4 separate regions of the Gossypium hirsutum genome follow, and regions 2, 3 and 4 are each linked to region 1. Evidence: chromatin contacts called from public Hi-C data. All regions are on one chromosome and are shown on one strand. The core of a region is the stretch at or near the end of the contact, and the rest is flanking DNA. Distances in the headings are between cores, read along the strand shown. Region 1 holds the start of LOC107945347 (probable LRR receptor-like serine/threonine-protein kinase At4g37250). Region 2 holds the start of LOC107945354 (protein CONSERVED IN THE GREEN LINEAGE AND DIATOMS 27, chloroplastic). Region 3 holds the start of LOC107932953 (cysteine proteinase COT44-like). Region 4 holds the start of LOC121224077.

Region 1 (2,700 bases), core at 103-2,602:
TTAAGAGAATGAGTAAATTTTTAGAGTTAAATTTATTTACATCAATAAAAAAATATGTACAGTTAACAAAAAATATTAATATTATGATTAATTACTCTTAATTGCTTACTTTTAACTTGACATAAATTAAATTACTTTGACTAATTTACTTAATTTGAGAGATAATTATAAATTTGTTTATGGAATTTCAAGTAAATGAAGCACACCAAACAAGGCAGGCAGAAAAAATATTTTATGTATTCTCCTGTGTTTTTTAATAGCCTTAATTATATTATAGCAATGTAGGTAAAGCTGCCACAAACAATTAAAAAGAAGATGAAATAAATCAAACCCCAGGTGTGAACAAAATTACAAGTTTAGATCTTAAGATTCTGCAAAGATGGAGTGGGCATTTGCTGAGAGACGAAGAAGAATCCAAAAGCTTTCCCCCATTGTCTTCAAACTCAAATCTGCCAATAAATTAAAAAAATGGGAAATCTAGGACCCATAGCTGGAATCTTACAAAATGTTGAGAAGAAATTAGCTATGGACAGCCTGATCAACTTGTATGCTGCCAAAACCAGGACTATTTGGACAGGCATATACCTGATTGATTATAGGTCGAAAAGTGTTTTTTTTTTTTACAGAATAGTTTTAAATTTGGAGCTTCATTGTTTTCTTGAAAGCACTGAACCGAGTGTTGGTCGCTCATGGTTAGGGGCCCTGTTGAAATCACTTTCCTGAGGGAGGAATTTTCATGTTTTAAGGATATATAGGCTATAGGAGATGTAAATGTATGATTTTATTTAAGGATGATGGCAGATGGTCAAATTTTTGAAAAGGGTGGAGCAATGAATGAAGACCTAAAATTCTAATAAAACCATTAATGACGCTCTGGAGGATGATTTTAGGGTCCCCTTCACAATTATGTTGCCCCTACATCAATGTTTTTTTGATTCATTTTCCCTCCCAAATTTTCTTTCCCTGCCACCCCCCAAGTTGATTTTGATAGGAAATGCACACAGTATGTTTCTTACACACAATCATCTAAATTTGACGAAACATATAAAATTATTGATGTATGACCGATCGAGATTTGAGGAATATATGCTCATTCTCTTGTCTTTGTAACCCCCTTCTTTTTTCTTTTTGAAAGAATCCCACCTTCGCAGTTTACTTTTATAGACATGATAATTCAAGTTTACATTAATAATTTCTATTAGATAAATTTTAACATATTTACCTAGAGAAATATTTGGTACAATCTACAAATTAATTTTTTCATAAAAAGTACACAATATTCACCCTTAAATCATATTAATTTTCTACTAATAAATATTCTCCCATTAAATTAATTTAAATATTTCCCAAAAAAGAAGAAAAAAGAAAAGAGTTTGATTAAAGTCAATTCAAGAGAGAACAGTGCAACCTTTTCATCTTGACATGGATGTCTTGTAGCAAAGATGCTATTCTAAAATTCTCATCTTGTAGCCTATAGGCTATAGCTTTACTTGATTTATTTATTTCTAAAACCAACTGTGAGATCATCAGCAAATAATCATTTCGATCAAACCTTAAAAAACCATATATTTTGCATATATATATGCAGATAGCTGCCAATCCAGAACATTTTTGGCTATATGAGACAAGTTTGTTTTTATTGAGCTGTGTATATATATTTTACTTTTTAGCTAACTTTCATCACATGGCCTCTCTGCAACTTCATTAACATAAATGATAAATCTCAGTTAGTTCCTTTCTCTCTCGTCTCCTTCCTCCCTTCTCTCTTTGTGTCTACTTTCACACAAGAAATGTGTGATCAGTTTGACAAATCATGAGTTCCTCCTCCAGTCTTAAACTCCATTTATGGTGGAGAATTCTTCTTGTGGTTGAGTTTCTTGTGGTTCAAGCTTTGGGGTTAAACACAGATGGGATTCTCTTGCTATCTTTCAGGTATTTGATTCTTAGTGATCCTCTAAATGTGTTACAAAGCTGGAACTCCGCCGACCAGAAGCCTTGTTCTTGGAATGGAGTAACTTGTGGAGCAGTAAGCAACTCAATTAAAGGCGACCTTCGAGTTACAGGCTTGTCTCTTCCCAATTCTCAGCTTCTTGGTGCAATTCCATCCGATCTGGGCTTACTTCAACACCTTCAGAATCTTGATCTTTCCAACAATTCTCTCAATGGGTCTCTCCCTGTTTCCTTATTCAATTCGACCCAGATTCGGTTTCTTGATTTGTCGAACAATTTGATTTCCGGTGGAATACCAGAAACCATTGGAACTCTGCAAAACCTTCAATTCCTTAACCTTTCCGATAATGGATTGACGGGGGCTTTACCTGCAACTCTTACTACTATCCAGAATCTAACAGTTGTTTCTCTGAAGAACAATTACTTTTCAGGGAATCTCCCAACTAGCTTCCAATCTGTTCAAGTTTTAGATCTCTCTTCCAATCTTGTTGAGGGTTCCTTGCCACCAAACTTCGGAGGCAGCAACCTCAACTACTTGAATTTTTCTTACAACAGACTTTCCGGGAAAATTCCACCAGAATTCGCCGAGAAAATCCCTAGTAACGCAACCATTGATCTTTCCTTCAACAATCTTACAGGAGAAGTTCCGGATTCCGTCGTTTTCAAGAACCAAGATTCCAAATCTTTTTCCGGGAATCCTCATCTATGTGGCGAAGCAACAGAGCGTGATTGTCCAAGTCCTTCACCAAG
Region 2 (2,700 bases), core at 146-2,645, 310 kb after region 1:
ATGAGACTACTACGTTGATGCAAAGCTATAATCTTTTCATGTATAAATCACATGCATATTGAAGCCGGCATGTTTCTTAGATATACATGGCAAACACAATTATACCCACCGGAATGATTAACAAATGGCCATGACTGAAACAGTCTAAAAACTTGAAGAAGATAAACATACCAGATAAATTCTTAATACAATCAGTGACACGAGGAAGAGAGTTCCTGTTCCAGCTGCAAGCACAAATCTTAAAGGTTCCTGCAAGGTGTGAATTAGAACGTTATTTGGACCAATTATACTGTGTCGTACCGGAATGTTTTCGATAAGGGTATGCTTGTTCCAATATGTGTTGGAACATAAATAATTAAGGAAAATGACGAGTCTGAATAACATTACTCTTGAAGGATTAAAGCTTGCAGCTGCTATTGGGACTCCAAGAACCGTGAAAGTTACCAGCCAGAGTCCTCCTAGTCGAAGGAAAAATTGGCCTGGTCCCAGTTCGCCCCATGAATACAGAGGTCCATCTTTCAGGGACGAGTACTCATTCACCTATTTCGCCAAACAGATAATGGTGAGTATGATCATATATATATATATATATAAGAAATGCATTGATAACAGTATAGATTAGATAGCCTACAAGACATGTTACATCCGACTCAGAATCCATGTATGCCTAGCAAATCACAAGCTTTTCCATGCTTTCAAAGGAACTTTGAGATTTTAGTTACAGTAAATGCGCAGAACATACCGGTCTTTGTTCAAAAGGGACCTCAATTTCCAAGCCAGGTTCCCAGCTCCGGCCTTGAAAGCCGCCGCTCATACCACCGTCCATCTCATCTTTTAACGCCCTGACTGAAACCCGACGAGGCAGCTTGGGTCCACCACGGAACTTAGGTAAGCCTGAACCATAACTACTCCCAAGCTTAATATGTTCCGGAATAGGAATATTTAGAGAACAATAAACATTTAACCTAAGCATCTATCTTTCTCAACTAAGTTCGAAGCAGGCGACTATATGTTTTAGGAGCAAGAAACAGGAGAGGCGAAGAGAAGAGATCGCAACAGTTGATAATTGAGTTAATTTCTTTATAAAGAAAAAACATGGTTTAGTGTTAAATAATGTACGTGGAGCAGAAACAACCATAGAATTAGTTTGTGTTTTTTTGTCTTGTTCCATTGATGGGTTCTTAATAATGGGACCTATCTTTGAAATATATCTCGCCATTAAACTGCCTTTTTTGTGTGTGTGTGTGTGTGTGTGTGTGTGTGTGTGTGTGGTAGGAGAAGTGAAGATGGGAAGGTGTTGCTTAATGAAGGCAAACTGTGACAGTAATTGAGAAGCACGCTATCTTTTGTGTATTCCTGGTGTTTCCACGAGCGAGAGTTTATTAGATTGTGAGAACCATGGATCCAGGGTTGTCCCCCCATCATGACTTAGGCCTTTCCACGATCAAAATTTTTGGGTTGGGTTCCGCTACAAATTATAAAACATTATTATTTCAAAATATTTTATACTGTAATTTAAATTAAAATTAAAAATTACCAATAAGTAGTTGCAAGAAGTGAAAGTGAATTTCTTTTCCAAGCATTTGGACCAAATTCAAGTTTTGGCGTTGACATTGTTTAGATTGTTGACCTGTAATTAGTTGTTAGGTAACAAGCTAGGTATTAACAAAAGTAATTGGAGAAGTTGACACTTCTATAGGGGACATGCAATTCGATTTATCTACATCTGTGGAGCTTAGCTCAGTGAGAAGTATCTACTATTTTCAAACATTTACAACCAATGATTCTAAACCTATCATACCCCAGTGACAATTTACTCACACTTGTACCTTTAAAGACTAGAAATCTTACACTAAATTCTCCCCCTTGGAGAACTTAGCTTGTAAAATCACAACACAAAGGTTTTACAATCAAATGCACTCACCAAATAATATTTCATAAATAAGGATTGCTGGCAACTAAGTGTGGCCAGGCCGTGTGACTCACACGGCTGAGACACATGCCCGTGTCTCAAGCCGTGTAACAATCGAAATAGGGACACACGACCGTGTCCCAGCCCGTGTTCGTGCCCATGTAACTCTCTGAGTTGAGTCACATGGCCAAGCTACATGCCCGTGTGCCAGGCCGTGTAACTCTCAAAATAGCTCCACACGCCTGTGTCCCACACCGTATTTTAGGCCGTGTAACAACCTGACTTGCATGCAACTAAATCTACAGGAGACACACGTCCATGTCGCTTGGCTGTGTTTCACACACGGCTAAGTCACACGTCCGTGTCTTAAGCTGTGTGGACATGAAATTGGCCAAATTCAAGCCATTTCCAACAACTATTCATGCATCCACCAAAAAAACTTTTAGTGCACATTATCAAAGCATTAAAACCTTATCAAAACTTACATATAATGACCAATTTAATGATCCCAAATGAATCAACCAATATGCCAATCAAGGCACCTCAAACGCAAATATTTAAACTTACCTAAACATGCATTTATTTGATCTCATTTCTATCCTCGAACCTAATTCAACTTCTAACAAATCAAACATCAAATTTGACCATTACTATTCCAATACAAAACATGTCATTTGAGCCATTCAAAACATACAACATGATATAGTCACAATGACACAAACTAATAAGGCATCAAATGTACCAACATAGTTAACTTACATAATGTATACTTACCAAATCACCTTCTA
Region 3 (2,700 bases), core at 191-2,690, 280 kb before region 1:
TTGTTTAATTGTGAAATATTTTCAAAAAATCTACCAAACAATAAAAAATTATTTTATACAAATTCATCTAAATATTAAAAAATATATATTTTCAAAAAAAATTAATCACTTTTTAGACATTGTTTTTCAAAACTCATTTTCAATTAAACAAATAAAACCTAAATTACTGATAAGTTATCATATTTGTATAATAGATTCTGGAATTTTGAAGTACAAAAAATATTATCTTGGGATGCTCATATTGAAACCCCCGAAAAGAAATTTTTGATTGGGAGCAAGGAAATCAATTAAGTGTTCTATTTTACAAATTTCAGCAAATTGGCTTTTTTTTTTTTTAATTTGAATGAAAAGGTTGCACTGAATTTCATAAGATGAGAAACGAGAAAACAACATGACAGCATGTGAGTGGTATGGGGGCGTAGCGTATGATAAACCAACAAGTTGGAATATTAGACCAGATTCTAGGTTTATACATTTTGCAACTTGCAACTATATCTGTTTCTATTATCTTGACTTAAATAGATAGACGGATTTAAACTATATTTTTCTAATATTTTATTTTTAATATTGTATTAAAAAATATAATTGTGTAACTCTTTTCTACTCCAATATTAATTAGGGTGAATTATACTAAGATAGATTAAACTATTAGTAAATTTACATTTTGGTCATTTAATTTTTAAAATTATAAAATAATCATTAAATTATTTGAAAGTTTTTTTTAATCACTAAATTATTCAAAAAAAAATTATTTAAATTATCAGGTTGTTAAGGTTTTTTTTTTAAAGTTTAGCTAACAAGTTCCATGATTTGATGATTGGTACGATTGATTAGTACTCATCAATAAGTAAAAGATGATATCTTAGATTCAAGTCGAAAGTTGTTTGAATTTTAGTTAACAAATGTGATGTTCAAAATTATTTTATAAAAAAAATTGAATCGTAAAAAGAAGAAAAAGAAAACTTTCAATTAATGTGAATGATAGAAGTAACTGGTTTACTAGTAAAAAAGCGAAAATGTAGATGGACTTCCTGCTCTTGAAAATAGCAAAAGAGTTGAGAATGCTTTTCCTTTTATTTTCTTTTCCATCTCAGATTCCAATTCTACTGAACATTTTAGGTTGGAATCTGACTGGTAGATGAAGAGTAAAGGAAACCCCTTCCTCTAAGTAAAAGGATAATTTTTCACCCTTAAATATATATTTAAAAATAAATTTAATTTTCCGATAGTGTGCTTTATCCAAGTTCCAAAGGACTCGGCTGCCCCTTCGCTCTTTTATTCCTTTTTCTCATACAATATACATTGAAGGATCCAACAACACCGAAAGCCTCTTCTTTTTCAAATATAATTATCCAACCGTCATTCATGTTCTACCCTTTTGAATTATTAAACCATTTCCATCGTCTTTATAAACCCCCTCAACCTCTCTTCTTTTCTTCATCAATTCAATTTCCTCAACCCTTTCTCTCCAGCGACCCTTCTCAAATCTCCCATGGAATTAACCCTTCTTTTCCCCCTTTTCTTCTTCACCTTATCTTCTGCTACATACATATCCACTCTAACCTTAAACCAAAACCATCCATCATCATCATCAAGCTGGAGAAGCGATGATGAAGTGATGGGGTTGTACAAATCTTGGGTCATCCAACATGGCAAAGCTTACAATGGCATCGGTGAAGAAGAGAAAAGGTTCGAAATCTTTAAGGATAACTTGAGATTCATTGATGAACATAACTCTAACAACAACACTACATATAAGCTTGGGTTGAACAAGTTTGCTGATTTAACCAACCAAGAGTACCGAGCCAAGTTCTTGGGCACCAGGACTGACCCTAGACGTCGACTCATGAAGTCCAAGATCCCCAGCTCACGTTACGCTCACCGTGCCGGCGATAACTTGCCGGATTCAGTAGACTGGAGAGATCATGGAGCTGTTAGTCCGGTCAAGGATCAAGGATCTTGTGGTGAGTGAATTTTTATGTAATTTCTAACTTCAAAATGAAAATAATTATATCCATGCACTTCTTTTTTTTAATTATTGAAGTATCCTAATCTAACATCAAATAAGAATATGAGATTACTTGTGACTTAAGGCTTCATGCTAATTTCATGATCCGTCCAAAAAACAAATTCATGATTTCTTTTCATTCTTTAATTTTCCTTTATCCTCTTATCAAAAACCGGACTACGGATTGGCGGCAGAATGGTAGTTATGAAAATGGAACGGTAGTTTGGTAGTTGGGGCTTTTTAAGTCACATTAAAACATTAGATTTTTTTTTACATTTACTTTTTACAGGGAAAATTATCATACGTTATCTATTATAAATACACATTAGATTTATGAAATGTGAATAAAAAAATAATGTGATAAATATATTTATTAAAATTTTATAAAATATAATTGATATTTTACTTACAACGATCATGTATTGTGTTTCAGGTTTAAATCTTATTTTTATTTATTGTATAAAAGGATAAAAACACCCACATAATATATAACTTAAGGAATTTTAATAATTTCATAAAGGAGTTGGTGTATCAACTGATAAAACAATTAAAATTAGTGTATATATAAATTTCACAAATAAAGCTAAAAACCAATTAAAAAGCTAAAATACTAAGGATTTTGCTACTTTATTTAGAGGAGTCTTCATACTTCCATTACATACAAATGAACTCATAAACTTTAATTTTAGTAA
Region 4 (2,700 bases), core at 41-2,540, 360 kb before region 1:
TGTTATCCCTGTTACCATAAACTTCTCAACCAAATCTTCTAACTAGCTCTCACTATTTCAATTCCCATTAACCATATAACTAAAATTACTATGAGACAACCAACCACTTAAGAACCGGAAAAGACGAGGGGAATTTGTTTTTACCTTGCTACCGAATGAAATCGAGAGCGGGCAATGATTGGATTTGATTCTCAGCATATGGAAAACAACAATATTTGGGAACATTATCTCCCAACGAGAATTGCATAAGGATTTATTAAGATGTTCAAATATATTCCCTCTATTCCAAGTGAATTTGGGACCTTTAGATTCAGGATCCTTCAACTCACAGACTAAACATACCTGCTGGAAAGCTGGATAACAACAACCCTATTCGAGCCACCTTTTTTTCTCATCCTCATCAAGCAAAGCATTAAAATCCCAGTAATCAACCAAGGGAGATTAATATTTGTAGCAATGCAGCTTAGGCCATACCATAAATCCTTCCTCAAATTTCTACGGGGACTCCCATAAACACCTATAAAGAACACCAAATCTATAACATCATCAAATTTAATTTTCATGTGAATAAACTGCATATGATTAACCATAACTTCGACACGGATATTATCTTTGCATAGAACCCAAATTCCACCTGAATATCCCACAGCTTCCACTTGATGCGAATAAGGCACACCAATACTTTTAATTACTCTATCAGTTTTTAATCCACTAATTCGGGTTTCCATCAAAACCATAACACAAGGATCTACTTCATGTAAATACTCCATATTTCTACCAAAATTAGGGTGCCCAGCACCTTGGTAATTCTATAAAAAAATTCTTGACATTATAAAAATCAAAATAAAAAAGGCCAAACCTTTGAGGGCACCATCACTCTTCTGATGAATCGTCCATGAGTATCGCGTCGCTTTCACCCCATGGACCACTCCTGATGGTCGACCTTGAATTTGTCCATTGTCAGCTTGGTCCAACACCACCAGTTCTGTGTTCCCCTCTCGCGTATTCACAACTTTACCCTCCACTTTCAGACGATCCACCATTCCTTAGATAACCTGTCAAACAGGAACCATGCCAGCTAGGACATCAAGATTATCCCCATCTCCTCTGGACTTAGAGCTCAAAGTATTATTACTCTTATTTTCCTTCAAAAAAGGAAGGAGTGTAGAACGAGGAATAATATTTTTGATGCCCAGTTCATTTCCCATAAGAGGAGAAGAACCAATCAGATCATTTGAGTTTTAGTTTTCTTTGAAATTATGAACTGAGTGAAATTTTCGATCCAATATTCCTTGGTTACCATTGGTACCAAATGTAGGTAGCCTAGAGCCCACTTTCAACCCAATCTTGAGAGTTCTAGAGCTCATCCCAGTCTTCTCAATTCCACCCTCTGATTCTCTAGTCTAGGCCCACCCACAGCCTACTTATTAGCCTACCATTTAACATCTACAACCCATTTTTTATAGCCTTTATCTTTAGTATTCTTCCCTTTATTACCCCCCATCAAATTCTCTTTCATTCATAATCTTTGTAACAGATGCAGTGAGCTTTTCTTAACCCTCACCCAATAATTCTGCAGGTAAATTAGCTCTTTGTTCCTTCTATTTCCCGCAATTAAAAATACCTGCACCATTCTCATCGAGATCCAAAAAGATGTTTCCTTTTCCACACTCTTGTCCATCATTGTTTCTCTAATTTTGTCTACAACTCCGATAATTCACAATCATCCAATCACCGAACCTTTCATTCTTAACCCGTTCTTGAATTGATCCAGTGTTTTCATGTTGGTCCAATCTAATAAGATCCTTAGCTTCACCCGATCCTTTCTCAATATTCTCCATTATCTTTGATTGATCTCCATTATCTTTGATTGAGAATAATCTTCTTTCAAGTGCCCAAAGGTGCCACAGCCAAAACAAACTGTTAGAAGATATTCATACTCCACTCTATGGATCCTACTAGTGATTCTTATTCTGGAAATGAACGGCTTGCTTAAGTCGATTTGAACTACAAATCTGGAAAACTGACCCCCTGCTCCTTTATCCGTCATTAAATCAATTTTGATTACATTCCCCACCATTTCATCGATGGCTTGGAGAATACTTCTCTTGTACAATGATCCTGATAAACCCTGTATACGAACCCACACAACAACACTATGAGGGAACAATTGTAATGGAGAAAACTACTTCGCCCAAGGTTGAACCATTAGATACTGTTCGTAAATCACCCATGGACCATTCGAAAGAATGTTGCTATATTCCACAAAAGATTCAAACTTAGCTAGAAAATAGTCTTTTTCAATATCCATAAGTTGGAATCACATAGATGGTTTCCATAACGAAACTTTGTTCCATAAGACATTGTATCCTATCTTCCCCCTAAATGTTTGATGACCACATTATTTGACACGCTCTCCTCAGTTATTGAATAGATTCTATTCGAAAAACTAATTAATGGAACTCCATCAATATTTTCATTTCTTATATCTCCATCCATTAAATCAATATCATCATTTGCCCACTTATTATTCAGAGAATTATTCAACGAATTCAAATTCATCACTGCATCTCTAAATGAGAAAGGTTTAGAACCCATTGGCTTCGTCTACTCCTTCCCTCATTCGTCATCGGGAGGGTCCTCTTCTTTTTTCCTTACTTTTTTGACCGTCTGACCAGGAAGACCCCTCGTATCCTCGCT

What was found. A called contact is a pair of places that touch in the nucleus more often than the background predicts.
Region 2: a Hi-C map of leaf shows a contact between it and region 1, with 1.5 times the contacts expected there. The contact joins the promoter of LOC107945354 here to the promoter of LOC107945347 in region 1. A contact is called at or near these places in 2 of 34 Hi-C or Micro-C datasets (both in leaf).
Region 3: a contact with region 1 is called in a Hi-C map of leaf, with 2.2 times the contacts expected there. The contact joins the promoter of LOC107932953 here to the promoter of LOC107945347 in region 1. A contact is called at or near these places in 2 of 34 Hi-C or Micro-C datasets (both in leaf).
Region 4: a contact with region 1 is called in a Hi-C map of leaf, with 2.6 times the contacts expected there. The contact joins the promoter of LOC121224077 here to the promoter of LOC107945347 in region 1. A contact is called at or near these places in 4 of 34 Hi-C or Micro-C datasets (hypocotyl and leaf).

Annotation. Positions count from the first base shown.
Region 1 is chrD12:30,035,135-30,037,834 of Gossypium_hirsutum_v2.1, reverse strand. LOC107945347 (probable LRR receptor-like serine/threonine-protein kinase At4g37250) reads left to right here and starts at 1,352. Exons shown (of 2, transcript XM_016879307.2): 1 at 1,352-2,700. The coding sequence starts at 1,814.
Region 2 is chrD12:29,725,768-29,728,467 of Gossypium_hirsutum_v2.1, reverse strand. LOC107945354 (protein CONSERVED IN THE GREEN LINEAGE AND DIATOMS 27, chloroplastic) reads right to left here and starts at 1,395. Exons shown (of 7, transcript XM_016879321.2): 1 at 743-1,395; 2 at 388-540; 3 at 172-249. The coding sequence starts at 973.
Region 3 is chrD12:30,319,591-30,322,290 of Gossypium_hirsutum_v2.1, reverse strand. LOC107932953 (cysteine proteinase COT44-like) reads left to right here and starts at 1,440. Exons shown (of 4, transcript NM_001327358.1): 1 at 1,440-1,964. The coding sequence starts at 1,493.
Region 4 is chrD12:30,397,474-30,400,173 of Gossypium_hirsutum_v2.1, reverse strand. LOC121224077 reads right to left here and starts at 1,290. Exons shown (of 2, transcript XM_041106580.1): 1 at 860-1,290; 2 at 159-517. The coding sequence starts at 1,043. The coding sequence ends at 333.